Regions from separate parts of the Mus musculus genome. Here region 1 is linked to region 2. A link is a contact called in public HiChIP or PLAC-seq data. All regions are on one chromosome and are shown on one strand. The core of a region is the stretch at or near the end of the contact, and the rest is flanking DNA. Distances in the headings are between cores, read along the strand shown. Region 1 has its middle 65 kb from the start of Gm30936. Region 2 overlaps Tln2 (talin 2).

Evidence for each region. HiChIP or PLAC-seq counts read pairs in DNA pulled down with a chosen protein or histone mark.
Region 1: an H3K4me3 HiChIP or PLAC-seq map of the SCID.adh cell line shows a contact between it and region 2, with 11 read pairs. The contact joins two enhancer-like sites. A contact is called at or near these places in 2 of 484 Hi-C or Micro-C datasets (cochlea and extraembryonic endoderm stem cells), 14 of 115 datasets of contacts at active chromatin or transcription factors (the SCID.adh cell line, T-cell acute lymphoblastic leukemia, cardiomyocytes and 10 more) and 1 of 9 other capture datasets (embryonic stem cells).

Annotation. Positions count from the first base shown.
Region 1 is chr9:67,626,173-67,631,490 of GRCm38.p6, reverse strand. It overlaps a transcript of Tln2 not described here. Among named protein-coding and RNA genes, the nearest start is that of Gm30936, 65 kb to the left of the region's middle. Within about 2 kb of position 1,945, at least 9 of the 459 cell types and tissues checked have an H3K27ac peak or open chromatin away from gene starts, as enhancers often do. A contact at or near this core is called in the SCID.adh cell line and extraembryonic endoderm stem cells, where this site is marked.
Region 2 is chr9:67,402,728-67,408,676 of GRCm38.p6, reverse strand. All of the region lies in intron 2 of Tln2 (talin 2), which reads left to right. Among named protein-coding and RNA genes, the nearest start is that of Tln2, 150 kb to the left of the region's middle. Within about 2 kb of position 3,751, at least 16 of the 459 cell types and tissues checked have an H3K27ac peak or open chromatin away from gene starts, as enhancers often do. A contact at or near this core is called in the SCID.adh cell line and extraembryonic endoderm stem cells, where this site is marked.

The DNA of each region.
Region 1 (5,318 bases), core at 696-3,195, 220 kb before region 2:
AGCCACTGTCTACCCCGTACCTTTGTACACCTTTTCATTTATGTAGGAAGTTCTAAGGGATCCTGCGGGTCTCTCTCAGTTTTGGCTTTGTGTTTCAGACTTTGTATCTCCAAGGGAGAAGTAAAAAATTCCAAACTCCATCCCCACGAGTAGTTTATTCAGTACATTGTAGGCTACATGCACGTTTAAAATCCACCTTGCCCAGGTTTGTTTGCCAACATTGTTCCCTAGAGGGCATTTTAAATTTATTTATTTTTATGTGCATGTGCCTGCCACCTGTGTGCAGAGGCCAGAAGAGGGGGTTGGATCCCATGGTAACTGGAGTTGTAGGTGGTTGTGAACCACAACGTGGATGCTGGCAACCAAATCCATATCCTCTGCAAAAGCTGTAAGTGCCTTTACCCAAGGAGCTGGTCTGGATGTGTGCTGCATATATATTTTGCACAGCTTTTAGATGTGATGCAATGAAAGTTAACTTAAAGGAGCTTTTAAAAAGTTTTTAAAAATCATATTATGGATTTCTGAGTTCGAGGCCAGCCTGGTCTACAAAGTGAGTTTCAGGACAGCCAGGGCTATACAGAGAAACCCTGTCTCGAAAAAACAAAAAAACAAAAAAAAAAAATCATATTCATCTGTCTGTCTGCCTGCCTGCCTGCCTGCCTGCCTGCCTGCCTGTCTGTCTATCTATCTATCTATTTGTGTGTATGTACGAGCGCAGGTGGGTCGGGAAAAGCCATAGGCACCTTATTTAGAGGTCAGAGGAGTCAGGTTTTCCACTATGTGGCTCCCTGGGATTGAATTCAGGTCATTAGGCTTTGTGGCCAGTGCCCTTTACCAACCATCTGTGTCATCTCGTCAACTCCAGAGATGCTTTATTTCAGGCCTTCTAATATTTAATCTCAATGGTACTACCTTAATACTTAGTGAATTCTGTGTGCCTCTTTCACCAGATATTATTAACCAGGTTTTACTCTCTCTTGCCTGGTTCTTACTGTCGTAGCTTCATAGCTTGATCAAAGTGCCTGATTTTTTTTCCCCCTTAGTAAAATTTTGTAACTTCAAAAGGGCTAGAAAAGTGCCTTTGTGAGTTGGAAAGTTGCCTATCAGTTTACCAGGCCATGTGACAGGTGGTGTGTGCTTGCTGCATTCCCAGGCTCTTAGGATGGTGTCTGGGACTTGTGATCTGTGACATTCTTGCTCCAGAATTTTTGAGTCCGACTATTTTCTTGGGGATTTGGGTTGGTGTTTGACTAGCAGGAAGTACTAAAACCGGTTAAATCATTCAAAAACAATTTTTATTAGGTACAAAAAAATGTTTAAAGGCAAGAAGAAAAACATAACAAGGAGGCTGGCATTCTAGAATTATAGTTTAACAAACCCAACTGGTGCCTTTTTAATTACAGTATTTACCCCATCTAGAACTTTGTAATCCTATTGCTTTTATATTTAATAACAAGACTAGCTAAAACATAAGCCAAACACAACTATTACAAATAATGGGGATAAGTGGTGGGTTTAACCAGATGTTCTCCCTGAAGTTGAACTCTCCCAAACGCCTCTGCTGCTCCCCTTCCCAATAAACAGGCAGCACTCACAAGGTAAGGCAGTCGAGGGTAAAGCAGAAGTGAAAGGCACTGGGAGCCTCTGACTTCCTGGCACTTGCCATCTCCTGAAGATGGACAAGCTGAATACAAGAGTCACATGGTCCTTAGAACCTTTCTTCACGGGTTGCCCTGAGCTATGAATTAAGACCAGGCTCTTTTGCAGCCCATTTCACAGTGCATTTTCAAAGTCAGCGTCAGCGTCAGCCCTCTACATTTTGTTTCGCTCTTAACCAACAGTTCCAACTGACACTGTTCCAAAGCCTCGAGCAGCTTGCAAGCGTTCGCGTTGTCTTTTGACTCTTCCACGGTAGACTTTAACTAATGGAATCTTCTGTGTCTTCCATTCATTTGTCCTGCAGAAGCTCTTGGGGGCTTATCTTGCTGCTCTGATAAGTAACCCTGCCCTCACCCCACACGTTTCATCCCTAGAGGGCAGTGCTCTTGTTTTTGTGTTTATCTAGTAGATAAGGTGTGTGAGTGTGGAGGGGGGGTGGGGTAGTGGGGGGAGGGGAAGTGTGATTGACCCGGTTTTGGAACCCAGACCTACCAAAGGATGCACAAAGGGAGTACTGGCAACTCCCACAACAGAAGCAGAAGGTGGGCAGGAGAGGTGTGGCTCAAAGGTTAAGAGCACTGGCTGCTCTTGCTGAGGCTCTGCTCCTAGCACCCATGTGGCAGCTCATAACTATCTGTAATTCTGTTTCTGGTAGATATGACTCCATTCTTCTGGCCATTGCAGGTACCAGATATGCACACATACACATGCTGGCAAAAAAAAAAAAAAAAAAAAAAAAAAAACAAACAAACAAATCAAATCAAACCAAAGCCAAAACTCATATACATATATGAAAAATAAATCAAGTACAGAGCCTTACTTTATTATTTATTATTTATTTATTTAGAAGACTCCCATTCCTGTCCTCCATCCTCTGTACCCAGTTTTGATTCCTGAACATCCTCAACCTCCATGACCCTTGCCCTTGCTCTCATTTTGCTGAGTACCCAGCCCTTGATTAGACCCGCCCTCTGCTTTGCTTTCACTGTTCTACCCCCCCCCCCACCCCCCACAGTAATGAGCCTGGGTGGCGAAGCCACTGGGCCATCTGCACTGCTGTGCTCTTGATGTATGACTGAATCCCAGCGGGCCTCCTGACGCCGCAGACCCACTGTGCTTTAGTGTGAGGTTGCTGTCAGCCGGTGACTTGGTTTCCCTGATTCCTGCACTGAAGCAGTTGACTGACTACTGAGGAGTCCACGTCCTCCCTGGAGTTCATGCTCTCTGCACTTCTGCAGCTGTCCCTTCCCCTCCACATCATCAGAGTCCCTCGCTGATGGATTATCTTCACAGGAGATGCTCTGACATCTTCATCTTAGGCAAAAAAGGCATCCCTTGACTTTGTGTCTTAGCCATTCATCTCCCATTTCTTTGCTTTCCCTTCTTAGCAGACACTAGGAGAAAAACTACTTTTATTTTATGTTCTGTGTATGAGTGTTTTATCTACATGTATGTCTGAGCACTATTTGTGTGCCTTGTGCCTTCAGAGGCCAGAAGGGGAACTGGAGTTATATAGGTGGTTGTGATCTACCAAGTGGGTACTGGAAACTGAACCTGGGTCCTCTGTAAGAGCAAAATGTGCTTGCTCTTAAGCCATCTCTCCAGCCCTTCAGCAAAGCATTTTTTTTTGAAAGAGTTGTCATGTTCTGTTTTATTTTTATTTATTTATTTGTTTGTTTATTTATTATCTCCTCTGCACTCACATATTTTTATTTTTTAAATAGGAACTCACTATATATTCCTTGGCTGGCCTCAAATTTGCTGTATAAACCAGGCTGGCTTTGAACTTAGAGAGACTTACCTACCTCTGTCTCCTAAGTGCTGGGATCAAAGGCATGAGCCTCCCCACTCATTTTGTTCTCCCAGTGTACTCTGGCTTCGCCCTACCCCTTGTGGTCAAACTCTTCTCAAGGGAACTGAGAGAGCTCAGGGGCTTTTGTAGAGGAAGCAAACTTGGTTCTTAGCACCTACAGCTTACCACCTGTAACTCAGTTTCAGGTCGTCCGTTAATGTCTTCTGGACACCATGAGAACCTGTACTCAAGGTGCACAAACCACACACACATGCACAATTAAAAAACAAACAAACAAATCTTTAAAACAAAAACTCCAAAGAAACCTTTTTGTTGCTGTTATTGTTTGAGATGTGGTTTCTCTGTGTAGCTCTAGCTGTCCTGGAACTTGCTCTATAGACCAGGCTGTGCTCGAACGCAAAGAGATCCACCTGCCTCTGCCTCTGCCTCTGGCTCTGGAGTCAAAGGTGTGTGCCACCACATGGGGCTCAAAGAAACATTTCCTAAGGTATCAGCAGCATTTGAAGAGTGAGTCCAGGGGTGCTCTCTCAGTATCTGCAGCCTCTCTACGTAATTTAGTCAGCTGATTGCCTCCTGTCTGGAACATTCTCTACACCAACTGAATCTGCCCCTGGCTGCTCTGACTCCAGCATTCTTGTTTGATTTATTCTTTCTGGCTTCTGGAAGCCGGAAATGTGGTTTCACAAAATACTTCTTTTTGGAGTCTGCAGTAATCTCAGATCCTGAGGGTCACAGTGGTATCCTTTCTTATGCCTTAGGCTTTTTTCTTTTCTTGAATCCATGTCACTTTGACATTGCATGAGATCTTACCTGGTCTTTGGCATGTAAGCTCCAAGGACTTCGGAGATGGCCTAGTCTGGGAAGTGTTCACTGCACAGGCGTGAGGACCCGAGTTCCACTCCCTGCTTCCCATGTAAAGTTGGGCGTGGTGCTGTGTATTTGTAATCCCAGTGCTGGGGAGATGGGAACAGGGATTCTTGGGTCTCTTTGACCAATCAGTCTAGCTTTACTCCTGAAGCTCCCTGTCTAGTGAGAGAGACCCTGTCCCAGAACAGGAATGTACTGGGGCTGGAAAGGTGGGTCAGTGTTGAGAGCGTTTGCAGTTCTTTCAGAGGACTGGAGTTTGGTTCTCAGTACCTGTCTTTTGTGACTCACAGCTGCCTGTGACTCCAGGTCCAGAGGATCTAACACCAGGCTGACCTTCAAAGGGACACCCCCCCCCCCCAAGACACATATTCCCACATGGGCACATAGACTCAAGATTATAAATAAAAAATAAAATAAATGTTAAAGAGGCTAGATGTGGTGGATCACACCTAAAATTTAAGCCCTGGCTAGGTTTGGAGTTTCAGGCTAGCCTTGTCTATGTGTGGAGTCCCAGGTTATCCAGGGTTCATAGTGAAATAGACAAACAATACACACACACACACACACACACACAAACACACACAGAGACCCCCCCCCCACTCTGCCACTGGGTCACCATGTGTCTGCAACAATGAATGTCATATAGCAAACACCCCCCAAAATTCTAATGAGTGACGGGCTCTTCCTGCTTCCAGAGTTAGCCTTGGATGAGCCATTCGGCCGTTTCGGATTTTGTATCAGGATGCAGTAGTTGGAGGTCTTGTGCTGGGAATGAGGGGCTCAGGTACTGTTACTGGTAGTCACACCCTTGTTAAATACTTGTTGAGTGATAGGAAGTACCTGCCAAGGATGGCTGGAGGGAGACAAATGGCTGCCTCTCATTTTTATCTCTCTGAAGAGGGCCACTTAAGCAGTCTTCTTGGTAATTTTTGACGCTGGGTTGAAGATGACAAATTGACTTGTCTGAAATGTTTGCTAT
Region 2 (5,949 bases), core at 2,502-5,001:
GTCCTATCCCATATGCTTTTTCTCCCTTTTTGCTTGCTCCCTCCCTCCCTCCCTCCCTCCCTCTCTCCCTTTCTATATACCACTCACACTGACAATTCTTACCTTTACCTATCAGCCCTGTCCACCTTTCTCCCTCCCTCTAAATCTCTCACAATTATGTCTGTTCATTTTCTTTTGTGACCTACTGTGATAAACCAGGACCATGGTCTAGACCTATCCATGTGAAGTTGGTAAACTCAGTCTGGCAGTGACTCCCCCTCCCATCACCCACTATCAGCCAATAGCTTAGAGATAAAGGGAAGGGCCCCACAGGTTCCTCTTTCTCCATGTCTTATTATTGATGAGCCTGATCGTGTGTGGGCCCAGTGCAGGTAAGGACAGTTGTTGGGAGTTGATAATTGCATTAGTTCTATGGAGTCTATGGGATGGGAACTTTTCCAGCTACCCACCCTGTCTTCTAGCTTACATCCCCACTATGCCTTCTTCTGCAGTATTGTCTTGTTTAGAGCTGGGCCCATAACAGTTACTTGCTCTCTGAATCTTGAGTGTTTGCAGTCTTGAGTTCTTTGCAAGAAGGAGCTTCTGATAAAAAGATCCCCCTCTTTTAAAAAAAAGATTTATTTACTTTTTGTGTATGAGTACACTGTAGCTGTCTTCAGACACACCAGAAGAGGCATCAGATCCCATTACAGATGGTTGTTAGCCTCCATGTGGTTGCTGGGAATTGAACTCAGGACCTCTAGAAAAGCAGTCAGTGCTCTTAACTGCTGAGCCATCTCTCCGGCCCACCTTGTTTTGTTGTTTAAAGTTTTATTTATGTTTATTTTATGTGTATGGGGGTCTTAATATGTATATCTGTGCACCACATGTGTGTTTGGTACCCAAGCAGGCCAGAAGAGGGCATCAAGATCCCCTAAAACTGGAGCCACAGATGGTTGTTGACTTTTGTGTGTGTGCTGGGAACTGAACTCATGTCCTTTGTTAGAGCAGTCAGTGCTATTACCCACTGAGCCACCTCTCCCACCCTCTCTTGCTTTTTGTTGAAGTGAAATCAACACATACAGAGTTAACTATGATTGGGTTATGTTTCTAGTGTACATCTTGCCCATAATCTGCTGGCAATTTTGGCAAGACTTTTAATCTGGCTTGATTTTTTTTTCTTTTTTAGATTAGGGTAACCTGCATTCTCCCAGTCCTTCCTTCTGTGTAGTGAAGGTGGGATCTGGCTGGCAGTTCTCAAAACCTGGGTTTACAGAGATGAGAATTTTGATGCTTAGTAGTCACATCCACACAGCTTTTTGTAGGAAAAACTGATTCAGTCCTTTTTCTGTCATTTCTACAGTTTGCCATATATCTTTAAAATTTATGTTAAGCATCTATCTTTTCTCTGCCTCTCGTGTAAATCTGGTTTATGGACCAAGCCAGATGTTTTTCCTCCTATTCATTTCTTTGCTGATTCTCTCTCTTGTTCTGGCCCCTTGCAGTCTGAGCTTTGGATGGCAGGATCATTCTGCAACATAGATTGAACTATAAAGCATGGATTGATTTTTGGCTGCCCAGTTGCTAATACATATTCATTTAGCTATCCTATAACTCAAAACGCAAACTGATGTCCCCTGTACAGTTGCTTCAGTTTTTCTCTTGTGTTCTCTGTCTGATTTTGGGCTTCTCTGAAGAAATGTTGATGTGGGGGTGGGGGGAGGAAAAATATTTAGATGTTTAGCTTACAAAAAAATCTGAAATTAAAAATGAGATTTAAAATGGAAAATTCTACCATAGCCTTATTTATAAGTGTAAAAACTTGAATACAGCTAATATACACAAAGAAATATAGCTTGGTATATTATAGGATACTTCATTGTACTATTATGTATCTATTAAAATATTTCTATAGAGTTTACAGTACTGTGGGAAATGATTCTTATAGAGTTAGAGCTCTATATACTGTTATATAGAATACACTTTCTCGCCTATATAAAAATAGACAAAACCTAGAGGAGATGTGTCAAAATGTCAGCATTGCCTATCTGTGGTTGGCGTGGGGCCAGGCACAGACTTCTGAATTCAGGCAGAGCTGCGTTTCAGCCTTCTGTATTTACCTTTTGCTTATAAAGCGTGCCCCTCTATTAAGCCTGCTTTACCCAGGATAAATTGGACCTCACTTACTGAGTCATTAAGCGTGGGATACCCAGTAATTCACCAAGTGCAAGTTCAATTATTAATATCAGCATTAATAATAAACATCTCTCCCATTTTACTGCTTTCTTAACACAAGTGTTGTGTTTTTGCATGTTGCCTCCCATTTAGAAAGCATATATCTGATGAGTTTACAAGGCCATTGTGTTTGGTTGGCCTCCTTCGGGAAAGTCTCAACCGCTTAGTAGTTGTATATTAGAATCTGCATGCTTGGCCCATAAAAAGAGTTAAGAATTACTGCCAGGCATATAGTCTCATGTATGTTCCCTGCTATTATTGACGATGCTTTAATATATGCATTTATTAGGGTTCTTACATTGTAGAAATGGGAAAATTATGACAGATTAGCATATCTTGATCACCAACCTGAGTGAATGGAGAGATACTTAAGAGAATATTAAACCTACCTCTGGGTGTGTCAGTGGCGAGGGTTCCAGAGGACATAGAACCCGGGGACTTTGACTTAATCAGTGATTTAATTCACTGAAGGATTCAGAATTTGCAAGGCAGGGTCTTAGCTGCTAGCACTGTCTTTGAACTGCATATATTGGATTTGGTCTAGTCTATTTTTTTGCCTCCTGGCTTCCATGAGATGAGAAGTTCCTGCTGCTGTAACAGTCTTCTGCCTTGCTACAAGCACAGAGCAGTGCATGCAGCTGTCTGTGAGCCGAAACCTCTTTTGTTTTCCCAGGTATGTGTCAGTTGACAAGGCTATTGTGTTGGCCAATGGAGATCAATATGTAATGGTTCCCAAGTCAGAGATAAGGGACGTTTTAAACTATGTACCATTTTACTGGAACGTTTCAATGTTTGAATATAAAATGGGGTGGTCATAGAAGAAGGGCCAGAAAATAAAAAGAATCATTTGGGAAGTCTATTCCAGTTCAAGAATGTTAGATGGGTCACATGACAGTCTTCCCATAAGCTTTGAGGTTATGGGAATGAAACAGTTAATTACTATATAAGTGACTGTTCTCATTGCTTTGACAAATGCAACTTAAGGAAAGAAAAGTTTGTTTTGGTTCACAGTGGGAGAGTACTACAGGGCAGAGACTGCATCTGATAAAGCATGAGGTGGCAGGTCACATTGCCTCTGCAGCCAGGAAGCAGAGGAGATCCTCAGCTGGCTTTCTCTGTTTCATTCAGTCTTGGAATGTTGCCACCCGCTGTTAGTGTAGGTCTTCCTATCTCATTTAACCCAGTCTGGATTCGCTCACAAAGATGCCCAGGTATGTTCCAGGGAATGCTAGATCCTGTCAAGTTGGCAATCGGTGTTACCATCAGAGTCACATTCCTTAATTTGTTTCAGATCTTCACATACACAACAGATCTTTGCATCAAGTCTCTGACAGAAATGCTCTTCCGATACGTGGTTAATAGATCAACGTAGATAAATGACAAGAATATGTCTTTAATTTTCTTTCCTTTACTCTTCAAAATTCCTTCTTGCAAAAGCCACGCCCTGTTGCCTTTGTGAGTGATGTGTGGTTTGCAGCCTTTCATTCAAAGAAACCAGAGCCGGAAAGGGGGAGGTTCCTTCAGCTTCTTATATGAAATTACACGTGACCATGTCAGTGTGCACTGTCACTCTACAGTTGAAGTCAGGCTGCTGTAGCTGATATCCTTCAGCAGGGACCACAGCAGTTTGGCATCACATTAAACAGACGAGCATAAGAAAGACCATTTGGGGGTGGGGAGGTTGTATGTGATCCTTTATGATGCCCCCCTGTGATGAATCTAGAAAATACCGACCCTTCTTCCCCAGATCTCATAGAACAGAGCTCCATGTTTTCCAAGTAAAGACTAGTGTGTGCTGTAGACAAAGCTACCTGTCTCAGCAGCAGCGTAGAGCATCTACTGTCCTGAGACTCCAGAGGGTCCAAAAACACCAAGTGATGCGGAGAGTTTGAAGTCCATGTCACCCAGTGCACATGCTAAGTAATTTGCAGTTCTCCTGGTTTTGACCTTCAAGATGGTTTTCCTTCTGTTTTTTTCCCCCCCTTGGATGTGACCTTTTATCTTTTTCGTCGTACTTGCTCTGAAAACAGCCTGTTGACAACAATCTGAACAAGTTAAGGTGGAACAGAATTCAAAATGACCGTTCAGTTTAGATCCAGTTTCTTTCTTTAGCCTTTGCTGACGGAGAAAAACAGCAGGAGGACTAAAAGGTAGACTCGAAGAGGATTGGGAAGGGTGGATGACTTATTCAGCTATCCTTGAACATCAATGGTGAGTATTGAGTGAGGTCTGGGAAACTCACAGTGCAGTTTTAATGTGACAGAGAATGACAGTACATGTTGTACACAGCCCAGGAATTCACTTATCTTCCCAGTTCCTCTGTGTGTGTTCTAGCAAGGGAGGTTGGGCGGGGGCTCTTTGTCACTTCCTAGCCTATCAAACACATCCCACAACAATACCTATTCCAGAGTACTATCAAGCTCTTCAGTACAAAGGGTCATCAAGTGATGATCCTGGTAGTTTCGCAGCCCAGGAGTAAGTACCACGGCTGAAGCAGGAGTTACAGTGGAATGCCTTGAGAGCTGAAGGGAGAGCCTGGACTTTTCTCCTTGCAGCAGTAGAGAGAATAGTCACTTAGCAGCAAAACTGGAATCTGGGTTGGAAGAATATGAGGAGCTGGACAGGAGAGTGGTACATTTCAAGCACACAGAATTACCCAGACAGTTGTTCGGGAATTAAACATATATCCATGCCATGGGGAGGTCTCTGAGTGCGTGAAGCTGGTGCCTACGTAGTTGGAATCTGGTCACCTCTTGCATCACTCTCTATTCTTGCTGCTAATTAAATACCTAAAAAGAAGCAACTTGAGAAAAGGGTTTGCTTGGGCTGACAGTTAGCGGGTATAGGCCGTCATGGCATGGAAGGCGTGGTGGCAGGAGTCTGTGGCAGGAGTCTAAGGCAGCTGACCACACGCATCCTCAGTCAGACTCTAGGCAGTGGGTGCTAGTGCTCAGCTTGCTTTCTCTGACTTATCCGTTCCAGGAGCCCAGCCCACGGGATGGTGCCAGGCACATTTAGATCGAGTCTCCCATTTAATTTAGAATAATATAGAAATTCCTTCACAGGTGTGCCCAGGGGTTTATCTCCTAGGTTGATGTAGATCCTGTTAAGCTGACAGTCAGAATTGAGCATTATCCTCCTACATTTCAGAATCCTCTATGCATTAGAAATCATCTTCCAGGAGAGGATCAAGCAGTGGTTCTCAACCTTCCTAATGCTGGACGCCTTTAAAACAGTTCTTCATGTGATGACCCCCCCCCCACCATAAAAATATTTCTGCTGCTACTCCTGCCATGTGATTTTGGAAGTTATGAATCATAATGTAAATATATGATATGTGCAGAAAATCTAATATGCAACCCCTGTGAAAGGGTCCTTCCACCCTGAAAGGGTCGCCACCCACAGGTTGATAACCTCTGGATGGAGCTACATGGACCTGCAGCATCTGTTGCCTCCCCTTTCCCTCCTAGCAGCAGATGTCCCAGCACTTCCCTGCTCCAGACCTCTATAGTTTTCTGTACCCGACTAATGCATCCCTCTGCAGAGTCGCCTCATAATTAGGCATCATCTTTAATAAAGGGCAGCCCTCAGCTACTTTGCCTGAAAGTCTAGAGTGTACATTCTGAAACACAGGCAGAGTCAGATGCACATGCGTGCTTTTAAAGTTGAGTACCGTTGGAAACACATCTTTGTGAGCACTGTCAACCTTCATGATTGACTCCCAGGTGCCAGTGC